2 separate regions of the Mus musculus genome follow, and region 1 is linked to region 2. A link is a contact called in public promoter capture Hi-C data. All regions are on one chromosome and are shown on one strand. The core of a region is the stretch at or near the end of the contact, and the rest is flanking DNA. Distances in the headings are between cores, read along the strand shown. Region 1 holds the start of Gabarap (gamma-aminobutyric acid receptor associated protein). Region 2 has its middle 14 kb from the start of Gm40039.

Evidence for each region. Promoter capture Hi-C pulls out the DNA fragments that hold promoters and counts their contacts.
Region 1: a promoter capture Hi-C map of pre-B cells shows a contact between it and region 2, with 2.8 times the contacts expected there. The contact joins the promoter of Gabarap here to the enhancer-like site in region 2. A contact is called at or near these places in 3 of 39 promoter capture datasets (the C10 cell line, liver and pre-B cells), 2 of 115 datasets of contacts at active chromatin or transcription factors (embryonic forebrain and stem cell-derived neural progenitor cells) and 2 of 9 other capture datasets (adipose tissue and liver).

Annotation. Positions count from the first base shown.
Region 1 is chr11:69,989,581-69,993,285 of GRCm38.p6, forward strand. It overlaps Gabarap (gamma-aminobutyric acid receptor associated protein), which reads left to right and starts at 1,790. Exons shown (of 4, transcript NM_019749.4): 1 at 1,790-2,222; 2 at 2,785-2,863; 3 at 3,002-3,120. The coding sequence starts at 2,133. It overlaps Ctdnep1 (CTD nuclear envelope phosphatase 1), which reads left to right. Exons shown (of 8, transcript NM_026017.2): 8 at 397-1,021. The coding sequence ends at 457.
Region 2 is chr11:69,274,077-69,278,060 of GRCm38.p6, forward strand. No RefSeq gene overlaps it. Among named protein-coding and RNA genes, the nearest start is that of Gm40039, 14 kb to the left of the region's middle. Within about 2 kb of position 1,760, at least 41 of the 459 cell types and tissues checked have an H3K27ac peak or open chromatin away from gene starts, as enhancers often do. A contact at or near this core is called in pre-B cells, where this site is marked.

The sequences.
Region 1 (3,705 bases), core at 540-3,039, 720 kb after region 2:
TGGCCTGTAGGCGGTAGCTCTTTTTTTTTTTTTAAACACATTCTTTTATATAGTCCATGCTGGCTTGGAACTTGCTTTTACCTCTCAAGTGCTGTGATTACAGGAGTACACTATCAAAACTGGCAATGCTTGGGTTGCCAAGAAAAAGAGGGCGGGGGTGGGGTGGGGAGCGGGTTAAGAACTGAAAAAAAGTCATTCAGAGTCTAAGTGTTTGGGCCAGGTCTTCTTACTCCAGTTGTCATTGTTTGTGGCCTTTTGGCTTCTATCAGATTCAACCTCTGTCACTGTGTGAAAGTGGTATCAAGTTCTGTTCTGTCCAGTGAGACTCCGTTGTGCTAGTGTTGTGAGGGTGTCAACTATAAGGTATTTCACCAACACCAGTTACTGTCATTTCAGGTTCACTGCTGATGTCCGATCGGTGCTGAGCCGAAACCTTCACCAACATAGGCTCTGGTGACAGCTGCTCCCCCTCCACCTGAGTTGGGGTGGAGGGGAAAGGGAGGGAGAGTTCTTGGGACACCGTCTGTTGCCCTGTCCAATGTGAGGACTGCCTGGGCAGAGTCTGCCCCTCCCACCCCTCTGCCCTGGGAGCCCTACACTCCACTTATGGAGTCTGGATGGACACATGGGCCAGACCGTGAAGCAGCCTCACTCTGGGTTCACACTCCGTGGAAATGCCAGACTGGGACAGGCGAAGGCCTAGAGGAGCCGAAACAGTCTGGTGAAGAGGCAGGACTGGCCAGAGTGACAGACATATCCCAGAGGCTCAAAAGAAGCCAATTCAACTTTGTTGTGATTTGATTTTTTTAAAAACTCTTATACAAAACTGATCTAATTCTTCACTCCTGCTCCAAGGGCTGGGCTGTGGGTGGGGACTGGGGTTTCGGGCCACTGGATCCTCCTCAGACTTGTCCCCCCCTTACTTTTCCTCATTTTTTTTCTTTCCCCAATCCCCCATACCTGTAATCGGCTCCTTTCTTCTTTCCTCTTTTAAACCATGCATTATAACTTTGAAACCAAAGCTGCCCTAGACCCTTCTCTGATGTTTTTGGAAATGGAGGGAACTTTGTTGACATCTGCTCTGTCCTTGAAGCAGAGGGAGAAGATGCTGTTTGGAGTTGGGGGGAAGTGGGATTTAGCACAGGGATAAAGTAGTTTATGTTCAGTGTTCGGCAGGAAAGGCCCCACTGACTGGATGGAGTCCCTGATGGACAGTGGACCAACAACTTTAAAGTAGGATATAGAAGGCTAAAGAGGGAAAACTCTAGAACCCTGGAAGGGCATACAGCTGGAGAAAGGCTGGGCTTGTCTGGGAAGTTGACGTGGACAGGCTAAGAGGGCGCTGCCTACGAGGTGTTGGCACTCCAGCAGTAACCTGGGGCGGAACCCTCTTTCCTGGCACCTCCTCTCCAGAGCCGGGACTACTTTTCGCCACCCGCCACGTGATTCTCCGCCCTTTTCTGAGGTCACATGATTTTATCTACACTCAGAAATGTGTTCCTCCGCTCTGGTGTAGTCCTTATCTTTGGGGCTTTTGCAGTTTCTCTTGGTTCACATAAGCCTGAGCCTTGAGCATTCCCTGGGTGTCTGCAAACCTCTTTCCTTTCTGTCTTATGGTGTCCATATCCACAGCTTGGGTACTACTTTGTTTTGGTGTCAACGGCCACCTTCAGCGTAGAAACACGTCTCATGAAATCCTAGACTTGTAATTGTCTGCCTTTCCCCAACGTAATTTCCGAGAACTGCAGAACTAAATCTCATGACTGCCACTGGGTACCAGTTTCGTCCTCAACTTTGTACTGTGGGAAAGGGTTTTTCAGTTCACTCGAAACAACAGCAACCTTATCTGCGATGTCATATGTGTAACCCACAAGTTGATTCCAAAGCAGTTACGCTGAAGGCGTAAGAGGACCAGGCTACGGGTTGCGCTAGCAAGCTGAGCTAGTGGCGTATGTTAGCAGGCGGGGCCGGTCCGATGGTCGGGGGCGGGGTTGATGAATAGGGAAGTGGCGCAAATTCGTGGATCGCTCCGCCAAGTCTGTTCGTCGAAGCCGCCTCCGCCGCCGCCCCCTGTCCCGGCCCCCCCCCTGGGTTCCCTCAGCCCAGCTCGGTCCAGCCCGGTTCTCGGGAGAATGAAGTTCGTGTACAAAGAGGAGCATCCGTTCGAGAAGCGCCGCTCTGAGGGCGAGAAAATCCGAAAGAAATACCCAGACCGGGTCCCGGTAAGGACAGTAGCCAGGGCCCAGGCTAGCGTCGCTGACGCTGTCGCCACAGGCTATGCTTGAGTCTGGGAAAGCTGAAGTCAGGCTCTGTCTGTCGTGGGGTTAGAACTCTGTTGTCTCTGGTACCAGAGGTCTCTCACCTGAAGTAGAGCTGGGGACTAAGATGTGGACGGGAGAGAGAGATCAGGGTATTTCTCAGAATAGAGGCCTTAGTGAGCTTGACAACCCAGAGTTTCCATGGCCATCCTCCCAACTAGCTAGATTTAATGTAGATTTTTGACCCAAACAAGTCATCCTGTATTCTCTGGTGAAAATAGTTATTGTGATGCGCCGTTCTAGGATCAGTTCTCAATATTTAGGTAAGAGTGAGGCCAGGAGCTTTGGACCTAATGCTGTGTGCACCACGTATATAAGGATAACTAGAGAAATGAGATTCCAGTAGGTTTCAGTAAAAGGGAATATTGTATGTTGAGTTCTTCATCGATATAGCAGCATATATATGTGTATGTATGTATATATATATATATATATATTCATTTTTCTCATTCTTACCTTTTATCAGGTGATAGTGGAAAAAGCCCCCAAAGCTCGGATAGGAGACCTGGACAAAAAGAAATACCTGGTGCCTTCTGATCTTACAGGTGAGGGCTTGACCTGTGGTGCACGTTTCTTTCTGTGGGTGGGCCTGCCAACTCTGTGGGAGGAGGCTTCACCTGGCAGCTGTTCTCTGGAGGCGCCTACGACCTCTGTGACTTGCTTGCATCTCCTGTTTTTGGCAGTTGGTCAATTCTACTTCTTGATCCGGAAGCGAATTCATCTCCGTGCTGAAGATGCCTTGTTTTTCTTTGTCAACAATGTCATTCCACCCACCAGTGCCACGATGGGTCAGCTGTACCAGGTACAGTACCTTGGAAGGAACGGTAGTGTTTGGAGAGGAAAGTAAAGGCCAGCGGTCGCTGCTGGCTAACTTTAAAATGTCAGTACAGCCCTGCCGTGGGATCTTACTAGCGCTGAGAATAGGGAGGAGTATGAACTGGTGGAGTTGTTCTGACTGGGACTTACTACCTAAGTGAGTCTCTCCAAGAGTCCCAGATGTCAAAGAATAGATTGCGTTTGAGGAGTGGTGGTTGTTGTTGTTACTTTCTGTTCGTTTTCTTTAGGAGACAGGGCTTCTCTGTATAATCCTGGCTGTCCTGGAATCCCCTCTGTAGACCAGGTTGGCCTCTAAACTCCCAGAGACCCACTTGTTTCTGCCTCCCTAGGGCTGGGCTTAACAAAAGGTGTGCGCCACCACTGCCCTAAACTTGACACACAGACCAGGCTGACCTCAGACTCAGAGAGCTTCCTGCTTATGCCTCTTGAGTGCTGGTGTTAGAGTTGTTATAAGTCCTCATCCTGAATGGTGACACATACCTTTGATCCTTTAAATCCAAAGCACAGCTGTTTCTGCACACAGTTTTAATCCGATCATCCAGGAGTCAGA
Region 2 (3,984 bases), core at 510-3,009:
CAATAAATATAATAATGATGAGATGCAGTGCAGTGGAAGAAGACACCTCACATCAGCCCACACAGCAGGTAAGTACATACCTGCATATAAACATACATACCACTCAGTCAAAAATACACTTTCAAAAAGCAAAACTGAAAAAGATTTGTATGTACTTCATGGAACTTATTTGTAATAAAATTAAAAATTTAAATGTTGAGCCAGGCGTGGTGGCGCACACTTTTAATCCCAGCACTCGGGAGGCAGAGGCAGGCGGATTTCTGAGTTCGAGGCCAACCTGGTCTACAAAGTGAGTTCCAGGACAGCCAGGGCTATACAGAGAAACCCTGTCTCAAAAACAAACAAACAAACAAAAAAACAAAAAAATTAAATGTTAACCGTGTATATCCTTTCATTGGGTAATTCTACCTCCAGGAAATCATATTGAAGAAATAATCCTAGCCAAAATAATTCTGTCCAGAGATGGTTAATATGGCAATAAAGCATTCTTGTAAAATACTAAAAGAAAATCTTACCGCACAAACCCAACATCAGCTGATCACGTGATAAACTCATGCAATACATCTCCTATCTATTGCAAGCCTAGGATGTAGGCTAAGGATATAAGCCGGTGGTAGTACACTTGCCTGGCACGTGTACTGAGCCCAGTACCTCTAAAACAATATTTAATATACAGGGTAAATTAAGGTCTAAGTTACAACCATATGCACATGTGTCAGTCTGATTGTGTAGAAAATTAAAAATGTATGAGACTAACTAAGAAGAATAAAAATGGAAAAGGAGACGGAAGGAATACTGTTGTGTTGTTGGCCCCCAAAACACAAAGCATTCACGCAAAGGTTTTGCACTCCTGTCCTTCCCAGGCGTTAGAAGCGAGAGCTAGTGCTAGTCTCTGAAACCCTGGGCTTCTTTATGATGACGATGCTTCTTTCTTGGGCTCAGGCCAACAAACTTATGAATGAGGAGGTTAATAGAAATTGCCTGACCTCTGTGGGTTAGAATTAGAATCTCGACAATGGAACGGGATCCTTAAACATCAAGAAGACTCAAACTAACCCGGCAGTGGTGGCGCATGCCTTTAATCCGATCACTTGGGAGGCAGAGGCAGGTGGATTTCTGAGTTCGAGGCCAACCTGGTACACAGAGTGAGTTATAGGACAGAGAAACCAAAAAACCAAAAAAAAAGACTCGAAAAAGGTCTTCAAGGAAATGATTTTCTTCAAAATCTTGCATGATTTTCGGAGAGCCTGTGAACGAAGCTGACAAAGGACAGATTATGGAGAGAAAAGACCAAGATGTTGACTTACATATGCGGGATTTCACTCGGAAAGTGGCTCAGCTCACTCAGTGCTGGTGGGGCCTCCGAGACCTGACTTAAAGGGACAGAGGAAAGGCTCAGTGAGTCCGAGCCGTGGCTGCTGAAGCAGAGGACCTGGGTTTGGTTCCCAGCACCCACAAGGCAGCTCACAACTTCTGTAACTCCAGTTCCAGGGGATCTGTCACCCTCTTATGACCTCCTTGGGTGCTGCATTGGTGTGCACATAGATACATTCAGGAAAAGCGCAGGTTACATTAAATGCAAACAAATCTTTATAAACCTACTTTAACAGGTGGTATCTAGAGGAAGAAAAATAAATAAATTTCTTTGTTGATAATGGTTAGACTCTTGTGGAGAACAGACAGGATATACGTTTGTGGTGGGTTGGTTTACGAAGAGCTCAGTGGTTTGGAGGGGGTTGCTGGTAGTTCACCCGCTCCTGGCGTGGATGTGCAGCCGTGAAGAGGGGTTTGTGGTTGTTTAAATAGCCAGAAGTTCCTGCTGTTAGACAGAGCAGCTGGGGTGGACTGAGCCTCTCTGTGAGGGCTGTTTCTCAAATATCTTCAGCTCAGAATAATCCCATGGCAGTATGTGGTAATTCGTAGTGGCCTTTTGTTCATATAGACAATATTCTGAAATATTATCAACCTACATCCTCCCCCCACCCCACCACCCCGCCGCCAGTTTCCTATTAGATCTCACTTCACTTATGCTGGTTTGGGGGTTGTTTAATTTTTTTAAAAGACAGCATCTCATGTAACCCAGGCTGCCTCCAAGTCACTCTGTAGCTGAGGGTGACCTTGGACTTCTGATCCTCCTGCCTTCACTTCCCAAGGGCTGGGCTTGCAGGCATGAGTCACACTTCTCTCCGGGGAGAAGGGGACAGATCTGCCTGCCCAGAAAAGAACCGAGTGAGATGGTTCAACAGCTTTTAAGCTTCTAAAATCTAGGTCCTGTGGGGAATAGTCTGGCCAATAAGATGTGACAATATGACTCTTCAGTCCCCAGACAGAAGACAAGAGCTGATGAAGAGAGGAGACTGTGCCATGGGCTGAGTACACTTCCAGTCAACACTCAAGGTCAGGGACAGAGTCAGAAATGCCAGATAGGTTTTCAGATGGTTAAGGGGAAGTTCAAGATGGAAAAAGATCCCAGCCCAGGAACAGCTGGGACTCTGAGGCAGACCCCACAGGGGTGCTGCAGTCCAGCTTGCAACAGAGTCCCAAAGGTCTAGGTAACCCTACAGCATCACCTCCAACGGTCTGGAATCCCAGAGGACATGGCGGTCCCCAGGGTCATCGCTGGCTCTGAGAGCCCTATGGGAGGAGGAATTCAGGGTTCTAGCAAGGATATGCTCAGGTGCCTGGAACTTGATGCAGTGGGAGAAGACTGTGAAAGTGAGTAAGGACACAAATCTACAGGTTTGCACAACTATGGGTTTAGAAAGTTCTATTGTGCAGAATAAGAGAGCTAGGTCAGAAGGCCCAGGCAGCCCAGCAACCCAAAGAGGCCTCTAAAGAAACATCTGACAGAATCTGGTGACTGTTATGGGCCCCCACAGGTCTATGTTTAGGGTGCTGGGATCCAGCCTGTAGTGGAATTTGGAAAGCTGTGGAGATTTTAGGAGGTGGCTCCTGGCTGCTGAAGACTCACTAGCCGCGGCTGTATCCTCTCTCCTGTTCTGGCTTGTGTTCTCTGTTTACAGGTGTGGAGTCAGAGAAGCTCCTGGACACCTGAGGGAGCTGCCCCCCACCTCTGATCCTGCCCCATCACAATGCCCAGACGTTCTGAAACCACAAGTCCAAATAATGCCATTTTCCCCTTTCGATGATTTCCCTTGAGTATTTTGTTTATAGCAGCGTGAAGGTAACAATTGTAGGTAGGAATGAACAGGTGGGGGGACTGAAAGTGTGCTAGGGACCTAGGCTTCTTGGCTCTTAGGAGAGCCAAGGAAACGGAAAACAGAAGCAGCCACGGGACTGAGCACCGTCCTTGAATAGACAGAAACTTGACCGCATTGCTCCTGAAATCCACTCCTCAGTAACTCTCCCCCAAGAGACCTTGAAGGAAAGGTGGGGAGGCCACCGTGTGGTCAGCCTCTGCCAAAATGTTTCCATGAGACCTCACAGCACCTGCCAAGTGGCTCTCTCCCTCCTCCCTTCATCTCTACCCTGTCCCTCTTTAGAATCCCATCTTATGATTTTAAAAGGACCAATAAAAGTATAAGTTGTCCTACACAGAAGACAAACAAAAATCATTTTAAAACCTCTGCTCCATCATACTTGAGGGGTTTTAATTTATTTATTTATTTATTTGTTTATTTATTTATTTATTATTTTCAGGGCAGGTTTCTCTGTGTACCCTTCAATGTTTATCCTGGTACTTGCTCTGTAGACCAGGTTGGCCTTGAACTCAGAGATGCACCTGCCCCTGCCTCCCTCTGAATGCTGGGATTAAAAGCATCTGCCACAATGCCTTTTTTTTTTTCTTGAGCAATAGTTCATGCCTCTCACGCCCATTTAAGTTGTATTCCTAAAGGAGCCTTGGTGTCCATCTCTTCGGTCAGAATCCCACAAGAGGAAGATCTCTGCAGAGATGGGGAACAAAGCAAGCTTTTAAGAAAGGCACCTTTAGCCAGGCAGTGGTGGCGCATGCCTTCAATCCCA